Linked DNA regions of Mus musculus: all the other regions are linked to region 3. The links are chromatin contacts, called in public promoter capture Hi-C maps. All regions are on one chromosome and are shown on one strand. The core of a region is the stretch at or near the end of the contact, and the rest is flanking DNA. Distances in the headings are between cores, read along the strand shown. Region 1 holds the start of Ecsit (ECSIT signalling integrator). Region 2 holds the start of Kank2 (KN motif and ankyrin repeat domains 2). Region 3 holds the start of Tyk2 (tyrosine kinase 2).

Region 1 (2,835 bases), core at 180-2,679, 950 kb before region 3:
CAGAGACAATGCATGGTGGTACAGGCTCGTAATCCCAGGACAAGAGAGGCAGGAAGATCAGATCAAAATCAAATTCAGCTACACACAAGCTCAAAGCTAGTCTGGGCTACACAAGACCTTGTTTTAAAAATAATTACTGCCGGGCGGTGATGGCACACGCCTTTAATCCCAGTACTTGGGAGGCAGAGGCAGGCGGATTTCTGAGTTCGAGGCCACCCTGGTCTACAAAGTGAGTTCCAGGACAGCCAGCAGGGCTATACAGAGAAACCCTGTCTCGAAAAAACAAACAAACAAAATAAATAAATAAATAAATAAATAAATAAAAATAATTACTTATGGGGTTGACAGGTCAGCTCTGTGGGTAAAGTGCTGCCAAGTCTGATGGCCCAAGTTCAATCCCTGGGACTCAAAGGATAGATTCTAGTAAATTATCACCACATGTGCCACCCAAAATACAACAATGTTTAAAAATGCACTTAAAACAATAAAAGCCTATATTCAATCATTTTATACATGTATAAAATCCCTCTCCTCTATACATGCGTACAATTCCCCGGCGATCCAGTCATCTAGACATGCACTCCATAGGCCTCGCAGCCCTCAGTGTGGGTGGGCTAAAGAGTCAATCTAGACTCCCTGTTGGGGAGGGAGAGAGGGGGGTCAGGAATGCATGTCCTTTTTCACAGTAGCCCTTGTTGTACTTATATGGCCATTTCACATAGATGAATTCAAACTTCAAACATTTTTATTAAAGGGCGTTAAAAGTGCTCGCAGCCAAGCCTGATGACCCAGGTTTCATCCCCAGTACCCACATGGAAAGAACATCCCCCAAGCTGCCCTCTGACTCCCACACGAACATGCTCACATAGACTTACACACATAACACACAGTAAAAATAAACACAGCTTGACATTCTGTTAAAGCTGTTGGCAGTGTTGCCCAGCTGAGGTTCCAGCTATTCGGGAGGCTGAACCCCGAGGATCTCTTGAATCCAGGGTTTTGAGAACAGGCTGAGCACCACTGCAAGACCCTGACTCAAACAACTCAACCAACCAAACTGAAAAAACCTCTTTAGTAAAAAAATGCATTCCGGGACTGGGGCTGCGGCTTAGTTGACAGCAGTAGAGTGCTTGCTTAGCACGCAAGCCGCCCTGGGCTCCGAACCGGATGTGGTGCTTCCAGTCCGTAACAATAATAATAATTTACCACACCGCGGAGAAAGTTGGACCGGACGGACGCCGGGGAACCCGCTCCAGCGCCTCCGTACTGGTATCCAAAGTCTCCAGGCTTCTGGAGCTCAGTGAGGGGCAGGGCCTGCTCCTGAGGAGAAACCAGCGTCTCCCCCCTTCCTATTGGTGGATCTCTTCCTGAGGGCGGGACCTATCGTCACAGGCTCTTCTGATTTGCTGTCACCTTCGACTCGTAACCGGAAGCTCCGTGGCTCAACATGACAGCGTCCAGCGGTCCCACAGAGCCGGCTCGGGTCTGCGGCTGGCCACGTGAGTAGGTGGGTCGCGCGTGGGAGGTTTATGGGACTGTCTGGGATTCGGGGCGTCCACTTCCAGGCCTGGTAGAGCCGGGGAGGATGACCTTCAACTCGGCCTCAGAGTCGGGACACTGTGACCTTTTGGGGTGCAGGCTTGGGAACGTGCCTGGAAAGGTTGCTGGGCACCTCTTGCTGCAGGCGGTCCGTTTCACAGATGGGACCGCGGACTTGGGCCACACATCTTGTCTGTGACGCAGGCATTGGAACCTTCCAATGAGACCTCTTAGAGACCCGGAATCGTGCCAGCCCACACGCATACACACACGCGACCTGGCTGTTCAGATTTCTCTCTGTTTTGTAGAAACTTGCTTAGTTCCACTCCGTTGGTCGGTGTTGGGCAGTTACCATGTACCATGCACTGGCCCAGCTAGTGGAGACACAACCAGATTTTAAACAGAAATCAGATGAGAAAAACAGATTTTAAAAAGTATTTCCTAATTGAGCAAACCACAAACATAACAGATAATTCAAAACAGTGATTGTTGCAAGCAATGTGTTTTTCCCTGCGACAAGATTCTTTATGTACCCCAAGTTGGCCTTGAATTCATCATGAACATCCTCCTGCTCCAGCCTTCTGAGTGCTGGATTACAGGCATATACCAAGACAGTAAGTAGTAGGCAGAGGGTAAAAGAATCGTGGTGGTACACGCCTTTAATCCCAGCACTCGGGAGGCAGAGGCAGGCGGATTTCTGAGTTCGAGGCCAGCCTGGTCTACAGAGTGAGTTCCAGGACAGCCAGAGAAACCCTGTCTCAAAAACCAAAAAAAAAAAAAAAAAAAAAAAAGTTCAAAGCCCGTGCCTGAGGTGCATCAGACCAAAACAGTGTGGCTGGAGTTATGAGAGAGAGGGGAGGTACAGCAGGTGGACTCCATCCGATGTGTATTTACTTTGAAGTTTTTATTTTAGCCATGGTATGGAGGTGGGGCACATGTGCACTGGTGCATGGTGGAGGTCAGAGGACAGCTCTGGAGTTTTATCCATACACCTTATGTTGGTTCCAGGGTTTAAACTCAGGTCATTAGGTTTGCTTTGTTTGTTCCAACAGCAAGTTCCTTTCTCAGCTAAATTTCCTCTCCCCACTCTTATTTATTTAAATTTTAGACAGGACCTTACTGTAGCTCAGACTGACATGGGACTTACTAATTATCACCAGCTGGTTTGATTCTGGAGGCCATCTTCCTGCCTATGTAGTCCTGGCTGGTCTGGAACTTGCTATGCCTATATAGATCGTCTCACCTCAAACTCAGAGGTCTGCCAGCCGGGGTCTCCCAAGTGCTGAGATTACAGGT
Region 2 (2,849 bases), core at 155-2,654, 670 kb before region 3:
CCTGGCCTTGAACTCACAAAGACCCATCCACCTCAGCCTCAGCCTTTTCTACTAAGTGCTGGGATTAAATGGTTTATCATTTTTAATTGTATTTTTTTCTCCTCTTTCTCTCTTTCTGTCTGTCTGTATGTTTGTGGGTGCATGGGTGCCATGACACACATGTGGAGTCAGAGGACAGTTTGCAGAACTCAGTTCTCCCCTTCCACTGTATAGATCGCAGGCATTGAGCTTTCAGGCTTGCAGCAGGCACCTTCGTCTTGACATCTGACGAGCCTCCCCTTGGTCATCCACTTATTTTTTGAGACAGGTCTCATTGAACCTGGAGTTCATAGATGCAGCTAGGTTCACTGGCTGGTAAGCCCCAGCCATAGAGATCTGCCCAGCCCCCAGAATTCGGCTTACAGGTAAACTTGTGGGCCCAACTCTTATGTAGATGCTGGAGTTCGAACTCAGATCCTAGTTCACACCGGCAGGCAGTTTACCCACTGAGACATCCACCTGTCACGTGTGCTAAGCAGAGGCTTCCAGGAAGCTATATTTTTCCTCTTTCCTCCCCTTCCCTTCCTCTCTCTTTCTTTCTTTCTTCCTTTCTTTCTTTCCTGTTGTTTTGTCTTTAGTTTGTTTATTTTGAGACAGTCTCTCCTGGCTCAGAATTACTGGAGTAGAAGGTGACCTCTCTAGTACTTGATCGCCCTGGCTCCACATCTTTCATGTGCTGGGACTACAGGTGTGCAGTCCCGCTGTGAGAGTGGCTTCAGAAAGTCCAGTGCAAACAGAAGTTCATCTCTGGACTAGGGTGTAGTTTAGAGGCAGAGTGATTAGCATTCAGAGTCCTGGGGTCCATCCCCAACCTCACAAAATCAATAAACCACGCCCTGTGATTTGTGTCAGCCCAAGAGTAGTATGAAGGGAATTTTCTGAACACACTTAACAGATGGGTCATGTGATTGACCCCATTTTGCTGATGGGGAAACTGAGGCACAACTTCAATTTCAGGAGATTGGGGTGTGGGTGCTGCAATCTTAGAGTTTGGGTCGGCGGTCACGCCATGGTGCACCCGGCCTGCAGCTGGAAGACTTCCAGCTGCTGGCGGCCAACGGGGGAGGGGTGACCTCCAGTCGCCGCTACCGCACCCGCCCTCGAGCTGGGCTGCGGCCAGCTCCGCCCCCTGCAGCGTCCAGCTGCGAAGGGCGGGCACCAGGCTTGGAGAAGCGGGGACCCTGTCCGGAGGGCTGGTGGCCAGGAGCCGACTGAGACCCTAGGACGTGCTCAGGCCGCAGCGAGAGCGCGTGCACCCCCACGACCACCCTTCAACTTCGCCCCCAGGCCCCGCGGCCGAGGCGCCCGGGAGACTGGAGGGGCGTGGCTTTCTGGTGGGGGCGTGGCTACCGCGCTGGCTCCGCAAGCTTGCGGCGACTGAGGCGGAGCGGGCAGGACGCCTGGGACGGCGGAGGCTCGAGCGTGCCAGGCGAGTGGGACGGAGGGCTGATCGGGGTGGCGTGGGGTCCGGGCTACTCTAGGGGCACTATCAGGATTTCTAACCCACCTCCAACCCGAGGCTACAAGCTCGCACACTCTCTCTTAGCTGGTCCCTCTCAAGTCTTAACATCTGCGCCCAAACTTTGCAAACCGGAGCGTCTGGGTCCCCGCGCTCCTCTCCCCTCCCCAGCCCTGACCTGGGCCCTGCTTCCCTTGCCCCTAGCCCACCTCTATGCCTTTATCATTCCCTGCCTCTCTTCCTCTGCTCCGCCACTCTCGTCTAGCTCTGTCCCCTAACCTTCCCAGGTCCCCGCTCTCGCAGCTCCGGGTGGCCGGACCAGGCCCCTCAGCGGCGGGAAGGCATCCGGGCGTCCGGCCGGGCTGGGCCTGGCTGCTGGGCGGGTGTGGGGATCAGCAGATGTTTGCCATTAGACTGGGACCCCGCAGGCCCCGCCCCCTCCCCGCCCGGGGCGGGGTCCTCCTCACCCCCAACTTTAGGGGCGGAGGGAGCGCGGCAGGAAAACCCCCAGATCCCAGATTCACCCAGGCTGGTGGTGGGGGGGGGTGCACTCTGGGGAGACCCTGTGGCCCTTTCCTGGAAACTCCCACCTGTTGATTCTTCCAGCCTCCTTCCGCCTCTCTCATCCCGGGATCTTGTGGAGAGAGGGGCCTCCTCCGACTCCCGCCACGGAGTTACCAGCCTGAGGTTAGATAACGAGACCCGTAGACCTCCATCGCTCCATCTGGAGAGTAAGATGTATAGGGTCTAGGGGTGCTTTGGGCGAATCTGCCCCGTTTTAGGTTCAAGTCAGAGATCTGCCTGCCTCCGCCTCCCAAGTGCTGGGATTAAAGGCATGTGAGGCTACACTCAGCTTGCAAGATCTTTTTCCAAAAACATAAGCATGGCTGGGGATGGAGAACGTGGGCCTAGCATGTATGAAACCGGGGGTTCCACCCCAGAATGTATGGTGTGGTGTGGTGTAGCCAGCCACGCCAGCACTTATGAGGTGCAGGCTGGAGGATCAGGATTTCAGGGTCATCCCCAGCCACATAGTGAGTTTGAGGCCAGCCTGGGCTACAGGAAACTGCCTTAAATAACCAAACAAAACGGTGTGGTAATTATTCATTATTCATTCCACCTCAGTGCCCCTAGCCCAGGCTACCCCAATTCTGCTCCCTACTTCTGTGTCTCTCTTAAGTCCTCAGAAAATATTTTGGACTAACTTCCTGTCCTTGGAGGTTCTGAGGCTCCAGGCAGATGCAGAGCCAATTTTATCTACAACTGGTAACTGCATTTCAGGTGTTCATGCCAGCAAAGTGAGGGCAGAGACGTGAGGAGACACAAACTGGAGGGACAGAGCTATGGAGGG
Region 3 (3,287 bases), core at 525-3,024:
ATCATGATTAAGAATAATAGAGCTTGCAAGCTGGCTCAGTGCGTAAGAGCACTGATTGCTCTTCCAAAGGTCCTGAGTTCAAATCCCAGCAACCACCCATAATGAGATGACACCCTCTTCTGGTGTGTCTGAAGACAGCTACAGTGTACTCACATACACTAAATAAATAAATAAATAAATAAATAAATCTTAAAGGGGAAAAAAACAAAACAAAGTCACCATTTTGTTTCCTTTACCAGGGAGTTTCCTGGTATCGAGCACCCCAGCACTTTGTTGAGGAGAAGGGGTTATGCTCTCTGCTCTGTAACTACTTTCTGGTGAAATTAGGACTCCCTGTCACAGCCCAGGGAGGCTGGTCTGTTAGCCAGAGTAGGGGAGGAAATTAGGGCAGTGAGGCATTCACCACAAGCGTATGATTTGCCGACCCAGCTGAAGGGACAGTCTCATTTGCTGGGCGCCTGGGCTCACGTTAGTTTTTAGCAGGTCCAGGGCTTTCTGGTTTGTAGGGCTGCTTGGGTCTGGTGCGGTGTAGATCATCTCTGGAGCAGTTTGCAATCTGCTTCTGATTCATGGATGGTGTGCACCGGCCGAGTGGAACCGTACTAATATAGATCTGGACTAGGGACAAAAGTCAATGAAGTTAAAGGAAACATATTTGGAGAGCCTCGGAAATGGGCAACAGGCAGGGAGGCATAGGCTGCTGATTGACAGGAGTTCAAATCCAGGCAACCACAAGGTGGCACACATCCTTAACAAGACCTGATGCTCTCTTCCCGTGTGTCTGAAGACATCTACAGTCTTCCTACATATAACAATGAATATTTTTTTTTTTTTTTTTTTTTTTGGTTTCTCGAGACAGGATTTCTCTGTGTAGTCCTTGCTGTCCTAGAACACACTCTGTAGACCAGGCTGGCTTCAAACTCAGAGATCCGCCTGCCTCTGCCTCCCGAGTGCTGGGATTACAGGCATGTGCAACCACTGCCCGTCTTGAATAAATCTTTAAACAAAAACAAAAACTGGGTCTCATACAGCCTATGTCGTTCTCAAATCTCGCCCCAACTCAAAGTAGAGAGGATGGCATTGAACTTTTTTTTTAAAAAAATTATTTATTTTATGTATTTGAGTACACTGTCGCGTCTTCAGACACATCATTAGAGGGCATCGGATCCCATTACAGATGGTTGTGAGCCACCATGTGGTTGCTGGGAATTGAACTCAGGACCTCTGGAAGAGCAGTCAGTGTTCTTAACCTCTGAGCCATCTCTTCTGAGCTTTCTTTTCCACTCAAGTGCTGAGACTACAGGCATGTGTCTTCACACTTAATTGCAAGCACTGAGCTACAGCCTATTCACCAAAGACTGTTCAAGGAAAGCTTGGGGGGTGGGGCTTGGGATACGGTATTTTAAAAGGGGTGGTGATGGGAGAGGTTGGATGTGTAGGGATAGCACTGGGAGCCTCAAGCCTGGGTGACTCTGCAGCCGCGATACCCTGGTGTAGGCCGACGGGCAGAAGCCTAGGCAATGAGGGTTCCAGGTCCTTCGCCTACAGACCTCACTTTTCCGCCCGGCCCTGCAGCCCTCCTCTGCGTTTCCGCCCTCACCTTCGACGTCCAATCGTAGAGGCCTCCTCAGTTCCGCTTGCCACGCCAACAAATCACGACTAAAATAATCCCTCACCATCAACATTCGGAACGCCGCTGTTCTCGTACAATGACCAATAGGGATGTAGGACCGTAAACTGGGTGGGACGGACCGCAGCCAAAGGCATGCGCACTTCAGGTAGCCAATGGCAAGTGGCGCGTAGGCGGTGGACTTCCAGCGGCTCCCCGAGGCAGTGGGGCGGGGTCCAGGGTCCCAAGCCTGAGTACTCCGGAAACGGTGAGTGCAGAGGGTCCGCTGTGGGAAGCTGGCAGCGAGGAGGCTTGGGACTTGCCTGCATTAACACTGCCCCAGAGTGAGACTGGTGGGTTACCTGGAGAGTGCACAGTGCAGTTATTGCCTGGGCCAGATAGGTAGGCAAGTTTTCGGACAGTCGGTGCGGAGAGATGCAGTTTCTGCAAGTACAAACTACCTGGATTTCGTCTTCAAAGCTAAACCTGAATTTTTGAGACGATCCAGGAAGGAGGAAGGGAGTTCTCTTAAAAGCCCATGTCCCCAGGATGGCGCCCTGAACAGGAATAGATACGGTCCACAACTATTAACCGCTTACTGTGTGCCAGACGCTTTCTCTCTTGCCTTTGAGATAGACACTGGCCCCAGCCTCCTTTACAGGCAGATCTGACTGTATGTAGGTGCGCCTACAGTCACATAAATTACTAAGGCTGGTGGGCTCAAGGTTGGGCTTGCTGACCTATCTGCCTCCGAGTCCAACACTGAGGAGGCAGAGGCAGAGGGATTGCTGTGAGCTCTATTGTAAAATGCTGCCTCAAAATTAAAATTGTGTGTGTGTGATGTTGAGTATAGTGCATTATTCCTGCATTTAGAATACTGAGGCAAAAGGACCACCATGCTTTGGAGACCAGTGTGAGCTACAGTGTGAGTTCCAGGATAGCCTGGGCTACACTGTTGGACCAACATCAAAATCATAACATAAAGGATGAATGGATGTTCCCTCAGTTGGAAAAGTGCCTGCTAACATAAGGACCCAAGTTTGAATCCCAACACTCACAGAAACCGGAGTGTGGCAGCAGGCATGTCACTCCAGCACTAGGGGATGGAGACAGGAAGCTCTTAGGGGCTCCCAAGACAGCCCAGCCAGAACAGTGACCTTGGTTTAGTAATACCATGCCTCAAAAAATAAGGTAAAGGAGTAGGAGAAACGACTCAGGGTTACAGTCACTGTTAACACAGAGGACCTAGATTTAGTTCCCAGCACCCACATGGCAGCTCTCAACCATATATAACTCCAGTTCCAGGGGATCTTACCCCATCTTCTGGCCTCCATCGGTACCAGGAACATATGAGGTACAGACAAACATGTAGGCACAATGTTCACACTTATTATAAGTGTGGAAGCCAGGCAGTCATGGTGTATTCCTTTAGTCCCAGCACTTGGGAGGCAGAGGCAGGCAGATCTCTGAGGTTGAGGCCAGCCTGGTCTACAGAGTAAGTTCCAGGATATCCAGGGCTACACAGAGAAACCATGTTTGAAAAAGCATTTAAAAAGTAGAAAGTAATAGAGGAAGGACCTAATGTCCACTTCTGGCCGAAGCTGACTTTCACACTCAGGTGCACACACATGTATACACTGTGCATGCACACACATACATATGCATGTACATATTTCCC

The links. Promoter capture Hi-C pulls out the DNA fragments that hold promoters and counts their contacts.
Region 1: a contact with region 3 is called in a promoter capture Hi-C map of liver, with 5 times the contacts expected there. The contact joins the promoter of Ecsit here to the promoter of Tyk2 in region 3. A contact is called at or near these places in 2 of 39 promoter capture datasets (both in liver).
Region 2: a promoter capture Hi-C map of second pharyngeal arch cranial neural crest shows a contact between it and region 3. The contact joins the promoter of Kank2 here to the promoter of Tyk2 in region 3. A contact is called at or near these places in 3 of 39 promoter capture datasets (liver and second pharyngeal arch cranial neural crest) and 1 of 115 datasets of contacts at active chromatin or transcription factors (microglia).

What each region holds. Positions count from the first base shown.
Region 1 is chr9:22,084,021-22,086,855 of GRCm38.p6, reverse strand. It overlaps Ecsit (ECSIT signalling integrator), which reads left to right and starts at 1,429. Exons shown (of 9, transcript NM_001253897.1): 1 at 1,429-1,499; 2 at 2,648-2,833. It overlaps Gm16845 (predicted gene, 16845), which reads right to left. Exons shown (of 3, transcript NR_040407.1): 3 at 725-1,913.
Region 2 is chr9:21,797,101-21,799,949 of GRCm38.p6, reverse strand. Kank2 (KN motif and ankyrin repeat domains 2) reads left to right here and starts at 1,404. Exons shown (of 12, transcript NM_145611.4): 1 at 1,404-1,468.
Region 3 is chr9:21,129,762-21,133,048 of GRCm38.p6, reverse strand. It overlaps Tyk2 (tyrosine kinase 2), which reads left to right and starts at 1,774. Exons shown (of 25, transcript NM_018793.2): 1 at 1,774-1,877.